Linked DNA regions of Anas platyrhynchos: region 2 is linked to region 1. The links are chromatin contacts, called in public Hi-C maps. All regions are on one chromosome and are shown on one strand. The core of a region is the stretch at or near the end of the contact, and the rest is flanking DNA. Distances in the headings are between cores, read along the strand shown.

Region 1 (7,723 bases), core at 2,914-5,413:
AAATTTGTAATGGGGTGGGTATAGTGTGAGCAGGCATCACTCAGATTTTCCCACGAATTCCTGTTGGCATGATATTCATGTTCATTTATAGCATTGGGATCAGTGAAAGTATTTAGAACTGCTATTGCACATCTGAAAAATAATCTGTACAAAATATTGAGGGCATCAATCAGGTGATTAATTATGTCTTAAAGAGGTTTGCATTTCTAACTCATTTTTTATAACCTAATTCACAGTGCTTAAAATGTCACGAAAAGAGCAATAGCTGAGATTCTAGAAGATACCTGAAAGATACGGTAGCTAGAAGAAGAATTAATTTACTGCAAACTCAGTGAGGCAGGATAGCTGAAAAACAACTAAGGGAAGGAAAAAGCTCAAGTATGACTCAAGTGTCTCAAAAGCAGTTGTAATTCCTATGGAACTCTGGAGTACCTTCATTTTGTACCACAGTTGTAATGCCCCTGGTAAGTAAATACCATTGAAGCTTGATGTTGTTCCTAAGAATATGTTGCATAGCTTATAGTTGTGTTTATATTTAAGGTGGTTGGGAGGGGACGAATCAGGAATTAGTCCTTGAAGAAGCTTACAGGCAGGATGAATATAATAACATGGTAATTAATGTGTAAGTGACAATTGGACACTTCCTAAACTTTAGTTAATTACAAGCAGCAGAGATTTAACGTAAGATTTTTTTGCAACTCAATACTTAGCTGTTATGTCTGAACAAAAACTGATTTACCCTTTGTTTATAAGCTTGGCACTCTCAATAGGAACAAAAGACCTGCTTCTCTGCAGGTGAGAAATCAAGCTCTTGTTTTGTGTTTTTTTTTTTTTTTTACATAGGTGGTGGAATGATTTGGATGATCTATCTTCTTTAACAGAATACAGTTTCTCAGTTATCTGTAAAATGAAACGCTCATAATCTGTGACCGTTATTGTTGTTCAATTAAGTACCTTGTTTAAACAAGCATGCCAAAGAGATTCATTAAATACTGTTCTCTATTGTTTAACCCACATTTGCTAGAACAAATAATGTAAACTTGAATGCAAATTTGTCTTGTGTAAAACACCAGCAAAGAACATAGACTTGCAGGGTTTTTTTGTGACTGTTGAGCTAGGGAAGATGAACACTAAGTATGTTGGGAACGGAATCTTTTTTTGTAGCCTTCCAACCCACTAAGCTGTGAAAGTAATTATGTAGTCTGCAATAGTTTTTTAAAACTCACTTCTCGAGGACAAAAACATGTGATATACATGAGTCAAAGTGCTAGAACAAAGGCATTACTAAGTTTTATACGTGATACTTAAGACTAAAAAGGGCTGTTTTTCTTCTAGGCTAACCTATTAGTCAAAGGCTGCCAATTTAAATGACATAAATTTAAAGCAAAAAAATATAGAGCAAGCACAAGGCTTCAGGACACTAAATCTTGGGATCTTATATAGCTGTAAATAGATGAGGAAAATGCACCACTGAGGTTAAAAGGCAGGGCAGAGGTAGCAGGGGGGAATCCTCTTGTGTTTTTGCAAAAACAAACCACTACAGGAAAAAAAAATAATAGTACAAATTTCTGTACTGGGATTTGTGAAGCAGCACTTCAGTAAGAAAAAGGTAGCTAGTTTGTTTTTTGTTTTGTTTTGTTTTGTTTTGAAGCAGGTGTGGCCAACTATAGATACTGCTCGTAGAAATTCTGTTTAAAAACTGCTAAATGTACATATTGAAGAGATCGTTCAGAGGAAGAAAAAAAATCCTATATTCAAAATTTTATACTTGCGTGGATATGTCTCATTGGATATAAAAATGGAACTCTTAAGTCAGGATATCCCTAAATGCAGTTCCAAAAGAATAACATTTTAGCCATTCAGAAAGTTTTTGTACTTTCGGATCCTTCACAAAGCTGAAAAACCACCTTCAACTGATGTTCCCACATTACTGAGGGGAATGGTTTTAATTCTAAGTAGACCCTGTAGTTGTGGCCAGGATACTGGTAGTTATGTCAGCAACTTAAATTTCCCTGGAGCGTCCAGCCATTCCTGTTTTCATAGTTACGTGTTAACTGATCTGCCTGAAATCACGCAGCTCAGAAGAGAGCCACTAGTACTTGAATCAAAGACGTTCTGGCATTTGATCATATGCAGTCCTTTGTAGTACCATGAATTTTAGAACTGGCATCTTCTTTTATAACAATTGCTATAAATTGGATGTGAACATACTAGATGCATTCTTTGTTATCACACTCTGCATATATCCAAGGGTACACTGGTACATAGAAATGAAGTCAACCGTTTTTAATTGGGATGAATTCATTAAACTTAAGTTAGAATTGCTCCAAAGCTACTTGTTCTTGGTTTGAAGGTTGATACTGCTTCACTGATGGATAACTAACTCCCGTGTTTCTCTCAAGATGACTTCAATCTTGAAGCTATGGTTCTGTTCACTAAAAATGACAATAACAAGCAAAGATGCATTTGCTTTATATTGATATATGCAACATCATTCTCAATTCTTGCTTTACAAACAGGACATTTTTAGTTTTAATTTTGCAAAGAAGTAAAGACAGCTACTTACACATTTGAACCATATTTTGTCTATAATTTCACCATTGTTTTTGCTTACTGCTTACACTTAGTGAAGTTGTGAAAGACCAACACAAACTTACAAGTTTTAGCTCACTATCTTCAATAGTAAGATGACTTCTACTTGATGTGTTTTATATTAAATACAACAGTCTAGTATTGCTTAATAAAACGTCTGATGTTGTGCATTGAACTGAATACTCTTGAAATCAACCTTCATGTTAATAAATTCTCCAAGACAAAAATCAAATTAATGAAGAAAAACACTTTACAGAAAAGTGTTCTGTAAAGAAAAAAAAAGTGTTTTGTAAAGAGTCTAACTCTCAGGTTTTTAACCTAATTAATTCAATGTTGTTAAGGATTATTTCCTTAGCTAGGGACTACTGTGTCAGTTTTTTAGTTTTAAGCAATAATTGGCTCTGTACTTCTAAATACAATCTATAATTAAATTCTGAACTTTTTTCAACAAAATTTTATCAAATTTTTCAGGGAGGAAGAAGGGTGGCTGGCTGTACATGGATTTGAGTATCTGTTTCAACATCTACTGGCCATGGTAAGAGCTTCTTCTTTACACTTAGGAAGTGAAATTCTCACAAACATTGCTAAATGCTGATCTAGTTGAAACCCATTATTTGGGGGACTGCGTCACACCATTTTGTGCTTCACCATGCTGGATTAATGCCAAAGAATGAAGCCAAGATGAATCACATATTGCAATTGGTCTCCAGCAATGGAACTGCTTCCTCATCACCCTTTTTGTTTGAATGGTATCATGCATAAACTAAATGATCTATGGGACTGCAAACAGGTTTGCTATGTGATGAATTCAGCAATTACGGGCCAACTCTAGCTGGACCCTGTTGCCTGTTTATAAAAGAGGCAGAAAAGTGAAGCAGAGCTGTTTGATTTAGCCTTGAAAATTGATATTAAATAGTTGATGATGGTGTGGAGCTACTGCCACAGCCCTTTAAACTTTACAAAGGGGAAGGATGCCAGGTTCCAGGGTCTTCCTTCACAATGAGAATTCAAATAGAGGATGAGAAGGAATCACAAATTCCTGGGCGTCAGGACAAAAGGAAAATGGAGAGAAGAAGCCGCCAGTAAAGTTAGTCGTCCATTAAGAGCTCTGCGCTTCATGCCGCCCTGTCTCTTTTCCCCACCCTTTCCCCCCCCACCTTCCATTCACGCTTGTCTGCTGCAGCGGCGAATTCCCTAAGGGGTCAGCGCTGCCTGCTCCCCGTTACAGGGACAGGGATAGGGACGGGGTCAGGGATAGGGACGGGGACAGGACCAAGGCCAAGTCCGGGTGCGCGACCCCGCGGGGCGCTTTTGGGGAAGGGCGAGGCAGGACCGGGCCGAGCTGAGCCTCTCCTGCCTGCCGGCCTCGGGCTGCCCCGGGGTGGGGGCGAACAAAGCAGGGGGAGACAAAGGGAAAGCGAGGGGCGAGGAGAGGAGGCGAGAGGGAAGGGGGGAGCCGGAGCCGGGCAAGGAGGGAGGGGGGGGAAGCGGCTCCCGCTGCTGCTGCAGTCCCCGCCTCGCGGTGCCGCGGGCCCGGCGGGGCGCAGACGTTGTCCGCCCGCCCCGCTCCGCCCCTGCCAGCCGGGGAGGCGCCGCTGCGGAGGGGCAGGAGGAGGAGGAGGAGGCGGCCGGGAAGCCGAGCGGAGGCGGTGGCGGCGCGGAGCCGAAGGCGGCGGCTGTGAGGGCGCCGTTGGGGCCCGCGCGCGGAGGGCGGCGGCGCCTGAGGGAAGGGAGCCGCCGGGAGCCCCCCGCTGAGGAGAAAGAGGCGGTGAGGAGGGGCCGGGCTCGGTGAGGGGGGACCGGGCGCTGAGGGGAGGCGCTGAAAGGGGTCGGGGAGCGGCCGTGGGCACCGGGCAGCCGCCCCGGGGCCCCGCCACACGCCTGGCTGCGAGTCCCGGCCGGCCTGAGGGGGCCGCGGGTGACAGGGGCCGGGGGCTGGGGCATTGCTGGGGCTCTGCCCGGTTCGTCCCGGCTCGTCCCCGCCGCGCTGCGCCTCACAAACTTGGCGCCGGGCACCGGCCCTGAAGCGGGGGCAGGGACACGGAGCCGCGCCGAGTGAGGGCTGAGGCTGGGCGATGTCGTCCCGGTGCTGCTGCCTGATCCCCCCCCTTCCCTCCTCACCCACCGGCACGGCACCGATGGAAGAGCCGGCTCCGTGTAAAGCCACCTCGGCTCGCTGCCCAGGCCTGTTTTTTTGGGGGGAAAGCCGTGCAGGTGAGGTGCCCGCCGTGCCCGGTGCTGCGGCATGAGGCTGTGCTGCAGGCCGCCTGCTTTCCGCTGTGTCACTGGGGCTGCTGCCTAGGGCCCGTTACTGCCCTCCTCCTCCTCAAGGTAATCTTCGTTTCCCCCCCGCTAACGAGACTCCTGCCTTAGGATCAGGAGAGGGTTTTTGCTTTCCTCTTAGCATCTTTGTCCGTGCGCTTAAAAACCACCCAACAACCTGTTGTTGTTTTCTCCTGGAGGAGAAAAGCTCCTTCGAGATAGCGTGGGGAAGAATAGGCAGCGAATGGGTACGTCGTGATGAAAAATATGACTGAAAAATGACGGCTTTCCTCCCTGCACGCAGCTCCCCGTGCGCGGAATGGAGGCAGCGTCTCACAGGGAGCGGTGCGAGTTCACGAGCTGCTCTGAGGTCACTGAGCAGGACAACTTAAAAACGCGCCATGGGTGTATTTAATATGTAGGGAAAAGAAAGGAAAGAGGCATAAAAGAGGAAATGCTTTCATGCCTCATACTTTGCAAAGAGTTTTTTTTAAAGAGCGGAAGCATGTCTGAAAGTCTGAAACTAGCAGTGACAGAGTGATTTTCTCAGGCATGTGCACCTGCTACCACGTGTAACAAGATAGCAAATTAAATAGTGGAGGAAAAGTAAATAACTCTTTTTTGTTTCTCCCTTAACAACAAAGTATCATAGCGTAAAGAATGTGTGACCACTCAGGGACTGACATTCTTCATACTGAATACACACAAAACGACTAGAAAACAGGCAGAGGTTTATTAGTTCTCTGTTTGAAATTTATGGTATTCCGGGGCTCTTTTTCCACCTAGTCTTAATATGTGCCAGAAAATTTCCCGTGTGTACCAAAGTACACTAAAGCTTTGAGTGTTGGAAGGGGAAGGACAGGATTGCGTTGGCTGAAGCTTCTGCTTGGAAATGTGACATCATCTGTCTGTATCTGTAGGGATCAAGAAGAATGTTTCATTTGGCAAAAAAAATAAAAAAATGTGTGGTTTCTTTTTCAAGAGAAGTTTTTGGCTTTCTAGTGTGGGGGAGAAAAACATCTGTCTTGAATCATCACAAAGGTGTATTATAAGAAATAATCTCTTTCTTCACATGACAATACAGTAAGAAGGAGCAGTGCTCCATATGAGCTGGTCACTGTGATTTTCTAGAGCTCCCGTAGATTTCCTGTCTGATCTGTAGGCTGTATCTGTTTATCATCTTCTGAATGTGAATGCCCAGGACAGTCTTTACTTACTTAGCTTGGCTAGATTGGATAATTCCCTTAGTATTCCTCTCTTTATCCCTTTAGCCACATTGAAGTTTTTTTGGGGAGAGTGACTGAGAATATTCCAAAATAGATCTTCCTTCAAAAGAAATAGTGATCTGTCTTGCCAGCACAATTTTTCAAAACTGCTTTTCTTTCTCTCTCTAAAACAGTCGGGTCAAATGTTAACTCTGTATGTTAAATGCAAGTTTTCTAGTGTTTCAACATGGTGACCATGAATGAATGCAGCTCTTGTTTAATCTTTTGGCATTCCTTTGGGACTACTGGCTCTGCTGGCATGTATAAAAAGTAACGCACTGGAATCCGTATTGGACTGGCATGTTTAGAAATGCCTCAGATGGATGGTGTTTTGTTATTTAATGAAAGGCAATTATATACTGCATTAGCTGTAATCTCAGCTGCCCAGAGCTAGATGCCAATTTCTGCTGGAGCAACCATTTCGTTCTTCTTGACCAGCAGAACTGAAGCCAGCTCTATGAGCAGCACCGTGTCCCTGATGATTTTGAACATCCACGATCTTGTCCATGTGTCAAAATGCACACAATGTTATACTCACGTCACTTAGAATGGTACAACTGACCCTTAGAAACACCCACAATGTGATATCCAGCTCCTGGCCTCAGAAATACTGGAAAGGATTTAGAAGATGCATCTCCGAACAGATGGTACAAATCTCTACCTTAGCACCTGGCCTAGCAGGTGTCCTGCTCAACTGCTTGTACAAACTTTGACAGAAAACTCTTCAGTGAGTGCTACCTACCATACCTTCCTCTAATTTAAGAAACATCTTCAGTCTACTGTTTCTAAGAGAAATACCCTTAAAAGCTGATCACTTTTTCTGATCTTTATAACCTTGCTTATTTTAAGGGGAAATTGCAAGGTGAAGGGAGAAACTCAGTATTTGATGGAATTGGCTTATCTGACTCAGTCTCCTTCTCTGCTTGGCAGCAGCATCCGTTGAATCAGAGCAATATTTATCTAAGTTCTGTATTTGTACTTCTACTTTATTATATGCCAGCCGTATAACAGTCATGGTGCTAATTTAAAAGGCTAAGAACATGGAGAGCTAAAAAGGGATTGCTGACTTGATGTTTTCAAGGCGTGTGAAGCAGTTACACTTTCACCCAAGTCTATCAAAATTAAATTCTGACTATAAAAAGCAGCGCTTTGTTTCAGCCGCTTCAGTTGTGATTGTGTGATTTAGAAGCCCTTTGTCTTAGTTCATGTGTGTTTGGTTTTGAGGCTGGCAGGAGATAATATTTTCCTTCTCAAACTTTCATGTAAATGTTAGATCCCGAATACATTAAACTTTATGCTCTAATATCCAGAGAATGAATTGTTACTGGGGACTGAATTCACTTACTCAGGCGGTTTGAAGTGTGTTATCATTGGGAGAAGCTGGTGCTGACAGTTGAACAAATTATTTTTCTTGTTATCAAAATGGAGGGTTTTGGCAAAGGCAGTTAGAAACTTCCTTGGAAAAACGTAGAAAAGGTAGTAAGCGTTGATAGTAGACTTCTCAGAAGAGGTAGTAATAATTTACTTTCTTGGATGAAAGCTTTCTCTGCTTTTCAATCCTTGACTCATTCTGTAGAGAATGATGTGTGCTTAGAAGGATCATG
Region 2 (7,723 bases), core at 2,769-5,268, 35 kb after region 1:
TCTCACCTCTGTCTTCCCACTCTAAAACTGCTGTATGAACAAGGCAAGCTGTTATCTGTGTTCCTGCATGCACTCCCAGTCTGTATCTCGCAGTTCATCTTGACAGCTAATAATGTGCTTGTCTATGCTAGACTTTTGATGTGAGTGGACCAGTGCACTACCAGAAAGCTCTTGGGAATCTTGGATGTTTCCTAGCTTTCTGTTTCTTAGCTTAATGGCAGAATATGCAGAATGTGTGCAGAAGGGTGAAGGACTAAGAGAAACAACATTGACAGAGGTTTTCTTTTTAACTCCTCAGAAAATTACCAAGTACTTTCCTCATACAGCTGTAGGAAGCTGCCTTTGTCAGAGCTTGCTCTTTAAAGGCTGTGTCTTTCCTTCTCACCAATGTTCTTTGTGAAATACTTCTCATGTCTTAATGTTTCTAGCAGTTTGCTGGCAGTTTTCCATTGAAAACAGTTTCAAAGCAGTTTCTTTCAAAGTTATCTGAATTTTAATGAATTATCCCCACAGGAAAGTTGAAGACCTTCAGTTCCGTGTGGAAGAAGAATCCATTACCAAAGGAGACCTAGAGGTAAAATAGCTTCAGCTTTGCAAACACTATATATAGTAGGACACAAAAATGCAACCAGTTCATCCGAATTGGACTGTTCTCTGGAAGATGGTGGCAGGAATGATTAAGAGATGCAATCCTGGTCCTAGAGTATGCAAAGCACATCAAAGTAATTCCCATTTCTGCAGTCCCTGAGTAAGCTAACCACCCTGGAATTACGGGATTGCACCTTTAATTCAGTTATACACTTTAGCAAGGGTTCTGCTGTAGAATGGCAATAGTTGTTTAGAATAATTTAATTGAAAACAATTAAATAATTTAAGTGAAAATAATGTAATTGAAAATTAATTTTTGATATTTTATATTATTTTATATCTTACTATTTTTTCTAATGTCTTCTAATGGAAGATTTATTAAAAAAAATAATTCTGTCAGGAGAGTTGTACCCAAAATCTAAACAGCTATTCACGTGTTCATTATAATAGTATGTTATTATGCAATGAGGTTAGGAAACATTTAGTGAAGAATTGCTCTTAATTACTTGAACACTTCCAATTTTTATCCCAAATTTCAAATTAAAAAGCAAAATATTAGTTGTTCTACTCTATTTGTTGTTTAATCTGAAAAATATTAGACTCTTGCACAGTATAGAGAACGAAGTTAATTGACTTGTGTCCCTGTGAACCCTTCACGGTTAAAGTGCTAGCCTTATGAAAGTGATTCATTTCATATAACATTTCTTTTATTTTAGTCTTCCATTCATTTTAAGATACCTATCTAGACTCTTCATAGAATGCTCCTTTTATTATTTAGTCCATGGAAACTTATAGTTTTCTATTTTTTGTTAACTCACCGGATAGTCCTGGCAGACCATGTTAAAGAGTCTGGTTTGTCAGGCTGCATAGCTTCAAGAATTTAAAATTAATACAAGATAATGAGATGTATCCTGATGTTTGTGTTGGAATGATAGTGCTAAGTCTTCAGGTGAAATATTTTTGTTTGTTTTTGTTTTTTTTTTAATTTTACTGATAGCGAAAGAGGCAGATTTCGGAAGATCCAGAAAATGTAAGAGGGCACTTCAATGTGCAGAGACATCCCATGTTAACAGATTGTGTGCAGAAAATGCTTATACTTATTCACTAACTGCATAATCTGTTATTGAAACATTGACTCTAGTATTTGTGTGCATGTTGCTTTCAGAGCAATTACGTTTATCAAAAAGAATGTGTGTAATGACTAAACGTTGTAATCCCCATTAACTGTAGAGAGGGCAAATGTGTCATTAGAATTCTTTATGGGCAAAAACTCTGCACCTAATTGGAGAGCATAGGAGCTTGTAGAAAACGACTGTCCTGGATCTTGAAATGTCTTTCATTTCTATGTAGGATTTTAGTTGCTCTCTTCACAAAATCCTGCGCTGTTTCCTATGAGCTCCTACTGCTGTTCAATAGATGCAGTTTGCATCTGGCCAATTAATTTTTCTGAGGGAAAAAATGGTATGTTCCCTACCTCCCCTGATTTTTTTTTTCATAAAATGCTAAGGGGAGAGATGATTGCACGCTATTTTTTAAGACGTTTTAAAGCTGTCTATTTTACTGTAGCTTCCCTTTGAATTATGCAGGAAAAATATATGTAAATGGATAGCAGAAATCGCCTTACAAGACATTAAAGCAGCCCTCTTGCTTCCTTAGCTCAGAATAGTGGAATTTAAAAGCCCTCTCTTTGATTGGATTTAGGCAAAATTATCACAGGCTGCCTCCTCTGCTGCATCCCCAGCCAAGATAGGAAGTTCTCAAGACTAAAACTGGTTTCCTGCTGTGCATTCTTAGGTGTTGCTTTTGCGAAGCTACTTCAGCGATCCGGGTCTCCTCTATTCTTCCAATCAGGCTCACGGTGTGTTAGAAGTAAATCTGCATGTGCCCTTCCTTTCTCTCGTTTTGTGCACTCCTTGTTTAATCCTATCTTTACTCCTTATTTCCCTGTTCTAATTTCTCCATAAAAATGGACGTCTTCACTCTTTGGAGAACTGGGTGATCACTTAGTTTCCAGGATAATGCTTCATAATCTATCGTGTTCTGTGGTTGTTATCCCAGCACGAAGGAACTGAATGTCATCTTGCCCCTATTCTAGAATCAGTTATCAGCTTTTATGGCCTCAGCACAATTTCACAGTTTTACCTGTAGATGGAGAACTTAACTGAAGGTTTATTTTGAAGTGAAAGTGTAGCTAGAATAAATAAATGCTGAAAATAACCAATGACTGCCTCCTGACATTCAATTTTAGTGGAACTCTTTAGGGTTCAAGCCAGAGTAAGGCTTGTCCCATTTCCCCCTCTCTTAATCTAACTGTGAAGCTTTGGAGAAGGGGAAGATGCTTTGTGGGTTTTGTTTGCTTGCTTTTTGTTTTTATTTTCCATTCAATTTGAGGTTTAAAATCAAATTCTTTTTTTCTTTTTACAGTACTCTCCTCTTTTCAGCTTACTGTGCTCTGGCTTTCCTCAGAGGAACACAATCTTTTAGACATTTCTCTTTTTAATTTTTAGTTTTTTATTTTATTTTTGGTAGAATTTTATTCTTCTCTGTAATATATAAGAGGTAGGGGTTAAAAATGGTAATCATGAAATCATCATAGATGATGGTATATTTGATCCTTGCAGTATTAAAGCAATGTCAATAAGATTAATGATCAAAGTATTTTGTTTTTTATGTATAGTATAGCAGGTCTTAAGGTAGCATAGTTTGCAATGTGATGCAAAGAGAATTCTGCAGCTATCAGGTTTGGGGCTTGTTTTCTAATAAATCCCTAATGGGATTTAGAGCAAGAAAGGCATGAATATTCAATTTTTAAAAATAGATTTGTTTTCAGACATAATTTTGTTGTAGAACAGAAGTCATACTAATCAGTCTGAGAGAGGGGGCTGATTTATGGCCACTTGTAAGAATATTTATTTCTTTTAGAACATTTACTTTAGTTTTTGAAGGCTGTGAGAGACAAAAACAATAACCCATGTTCTCATGTTCTATGTTTGTGGTTTGTTTTGTTTTTTCCTTGTATACACTGAATATCTTCCACTGATACAGAAACAAATCCTCTATGGAATACCAAAACCAGAACAAATCTAAGAAGCAAGTTTTAATGCTTTAGGGATTTAGTGTTTTAGATCTAGTAACTGCATAGTAAAACAGCCAACTCTTTTTTCAGCTGGAAAAATGTTTAAAAAAACTGAAACCACCAGATGTCTACATGCTTTGGGAGAGGAAGATAACTTGGTGCTGTCAGAAGGAATACTGTGATTAGAGAACAGGCCTGGAGCAAAACAAGAGTTTCGTCCCTATCTCACCTTCTCTGCAGAGACTGCCTAGGATCTTTAACTGCTGGCTTGGAGGCAGTACTAATCAGCTTGTCCCTCTATAAATAACACAGTTCTGTAGGGATATTTAAATAGCATTTGCAAAGATCAGAGAAACAGCAGTGTCCTGCCAGCTGTGTGCACGCTGCTGTGCTGTGGGTTTGGCAGCAGTGTGGCTTTGGAATGATTCATGCTCTTCCTTCCTTTTGGATTCTTTCAACCCAGTGTTCAATGGGTAGCTTTTCAGGCTGCAGGACTCTCCTCTACTAAAAGCAGTTCATAAGGCTTGGGGGTTACTGTGTACTACTTTACTACCTGTTTACTACTTTACTACTTGTTCTGTAGTAAAGTAATTGCTGAAGCTAGAGAACTTTCTTCAAGGCTGATGGATGCAACTTCTTGGGCTCTTAATCACATCTTAGCATAACCAGACAGAACTTCATTCAGTCTTTTTTCTGGAGATCCACCTTACTCTTGATGTGGGCAAGCTCCTTAAGCTGCTCTTTTTTTGGAAAAGACACGTGAAGCAACAGTACACTTTCAGAATACTTTTAATTTGGATTGTTTCATACATTTACGCTAACAGTGACCAGTCAAGATTGACACAATACTTGGATCTCAGCATTTCAGAAATAACTCTGTATTACTTCTTTCTATTCCACCCACGTGTGCACACACACACTCACCCCTGTTCCCCATTTCAGTGGTGCAGGTCAGATATGAACTAACTGCTGGACTTTACTTGCATCTCTCGAACTTCAAGCTCTCTTGGGGGCATCTTGGAGCCTAGGTATCAAGTTTACTGATGTTCTGTGTTCTTGCTAAAAGAAAAAAAAAAAATCTATCCCTTTTTAACCAAAAGGCAGGAGGTGCCTGCTTACTTCGTTACATGTACTTTCTGTGCTTTTTAGGAACCTATGAGAATTACAATTTATTTTTTAAATCTTATTACTTTTACATCTTGTTCAATGCATTTAGGCTTCAGCAATTATGGAACAACCAGGCTAATTCACTTTTTCCCCTGGTTTTGGAGAATCTTATTTGTTGCTTGCTTTCTTTTGGAAGAGGAGGAGAGGGATAAACTAAGAGGGTTCTGCAGTTATAGGCAACCACATTCTTTATATTTCTATTGAAATAATTCATACCCTAGTGAAAAGTGAACCTTAGTGTTCCCTATCTTGACCAAAAAGATTTTATGGCTAAGACTTGAGATGCAGCTACTATTGCTTTAAAAAAAAAAAAAAAAAAGAAATTCATTACATGAGCTTCGGTAGTGAATTCTCCCCTGGTTCATAATTAAATCATTTAAAAATAAGCCCAATGCATTAAAAAAAGTTAGTGGGATGACGAGGAAAGGGACATATCATCCTCTTAGAACAGGTGTATATATATTTATATATACTTTTTCATAACTATTCTAATTTGTGCTGAAAACTTCATGTACTGATAAATAACTTCTACTTGGCTGCATGAAACGTTTTTGTTCATACTTCTTCGTTTGTGATTTATTTTTTATTTTTTACACATCAGTCCATTTACACTTTTCAGTCCATCTTTCTCATCCATAGCATTTCCCTGTTCATTTTATCCACTGCATCTTCTCTGCTCATCATTGATAGAAGATTCTGGCAGCACGGCCTGCATGTGGCTCCCTCCTTGTGTGCTGGCATGTGATGGTGGCACCGTTGTGTTCTCTTCCTTTCCCTTTTCACTAACAGACGCAGACCAAACTGGAGCATGCCCGCATTAAGGAGCTTGAACAGAGCCTGCTCTTTGAAAAGACCAAAGCTGACAAACTCCAGAGGGAGTTAGAAGACACTAGGGTAATGGTTTTCACTATTTAAATAACGAGACTGCTTTGTGTTGTGGAAGATTTCTGATGACACAGCCTGCTGGGTTTAACACGTGCTGAAAGAGATTCTTGCTCCTGCCACGATCAGTACCTGCTATAGATGTAGCTGGAACACTCTTAAAAATTAGCATTAATTTTGAGCTTCGGTGGTGTGTGTGTGTATGCCTGTATATGTGTACTCATTTCTTCAGAAGAATTCAGGTAAGATGATTTCAAAGTGCAAAAATTATGCTTAAATCTAGTTCAAAAGTGGCAGAAATAGCAAAGTTCATTATATCCAAAAGAAATAAGTTCCACTTTGCCAGTGCTTTTTAACACTAACTTAGAATTTGGGAGCTGGGTTTCTGAGGTCCTAAATAGTGGCTGTGCTACCTGCTAAGTCAAGGTTTGCAGTGCCTTTTTTGTTCTTTTTTTTCTACCCATGACACAATCTTTTCAGGGATATCCAGCAGTATTAGTAATACTGTTGCCTGTCAAAACATTACTGAGTCCCAAAACATACTTTTTCCCAAGACAGAGGTTTAGCTGATGTTGATTCCTAAGATTTTCAGCATGTTTCTGATTTTTTTTCTTGCTAGGGACGTGCTAACTGTACTCAGTTTTATTTGAAACAAGGCCCACAAGGCTGCTGTGGTTGACCTCAGCTCTTCACACATCTTTTTAGAAAAGCCTACATGTTCTAACATTGCATTATGTCTCTGGGCTCATTTGACAGCAAAGGCAGAACAGCTTTTGGTGGTGTAATTTATTTATTTATTTTAATTTTTATTTTGTACTTCATAAATAATTCACGAAATGCCAAATCCAAGAAATCTGAGATGACCACAAGCTAGGAGCATGAGAGGAGGATGGGATGGTTCCTTCACTGTGCGAATAGCAGAACATTGACCGCTTCCAAACATGGGTCATTCTGTGGGCATCTAGCCTAACTACAGCTGCTAAAGAGAAAATGGGAAGAAGGAACTTGCAGCTGTAGTAAGAATTCACTAATGATCACCTGTGTTGAACTGAATGTTTTCCCAGTATTACTGGGCATTTCAACAAGGTCAGCTAAATGGTAGCTAAATAGTAGCAGAAGGTGGTATTTCCGTACCCTTCTGTCAGGTCCAGCCATGTAAAGGGAATCTAGGTCACACCTAATGATATGCCATTGTTTATAAGTGCCTTTTGTCCTAAATTCTTTACACATAAGTGCATATCGATATTACTTCAAGATGCCGTTGTTGATTGTTTCTGGTATGTGGCATCTTTATAAAGAGACAGTGAACACCCAGTAATAGATAATGTAAGAGATACTTAATAGGGCACCATTCAGGTTCGGTTATTAGGTGTCTGCTTACTGAAAACCTGTAAATCTGCTTCCAGAGGTGATGAATCAGATACCTTTTCAGTGTGGAGCAATGCCATGGAAATAAACCATGAGTACTGGCTCTTTTATGGTACATTTCATAACCTAAATCTTTCATGGTCGCTGGATATAATGAGGCAGTGAATTTCATTCTGCATTTTTCTCAAACTGACAAGTTTTCTGCATGACAAGGTGTGAACTTCCTCTAGTTACTACATTGTTCTTTGTCTCAGAAGAAAAAAGCTAATACTGTTATCTTCCTCCAAACAAAGCTGAAGGTCATCACAAATATTTAAAATTTTACAAAGCACAGGGTTCAGCTGGAAAGAAATTCTAGCTCTCTACTTATGAATCTTTTTTTTTTTTTTTTTTTTCTGCAGGATCATAAAATATTTTTTTACCTTTTCCCTGTTCATAAATGGTTTCTTCACCAGAGAGGATGAGAAGTTGTAGACATTTTTCTCATTTCTGTCCATAGCAGAGTAGGCAAATAAACACTTGACAGTTTTTGTATGATACTCAAAATTCAATTATTTGTTTATGTATTTGTACTTTTCAAATAATCCCATTGCTTTTCTGTGATGATTTATGCACTGCTCACTTCAGATAATACTCCCTATG

What was found. A called contact is a pair of places that touch in the nucleus more often than the background predicts.
Region 2: a contact with region 1 is called in a Hi-C map of subcutaneous adipose tissue, with 1.8 times the contacts expected there. The contact joins the enhancer-like site here to the promoter of CLIP1 in region 1. A contact is called at or near these places in 3 of 8 Hi-C or Micro-C datasets (liver, skeletal muscle and subcutaneous adipose tissue).

What each region holds. Positions count from the first base shown.
Region 1 is chr16:2,503,555-2,511,277 of IASCAAS_PekinDuck_T2T, forward strand. CLIP1 (CAP-Gly domain containing linker protein 1) reads left to right here and starts at 4,164. Exons shown (of 25, transcript XM_072024202.1): 1 at 4,164-4,360.
Region 2 is chr16:2,539,068-2,546,790 of IASCAAS_PekinDuck_T2T, forward strand. It overlaps CLIP1 (CAP-Gly domain containing linker protein 1), which reads left to right. Exons shown (of 25, transcript XM_072024202.1): 8 at 514-574; 9 at 1,586-1,618. Among named protein-coding and RNA genes, the nearest start is that of VPS33A, 33 kb to the right of the region's middle. Within about 2 kb of position 4,019, at least 4 of the 8 cell types and tissues checked have an H3K27ac peak or open chromatin away from gene starts, as enhancers often do. A contact at or near this core is called in subcutaneous adipose tissue, where this site is marked.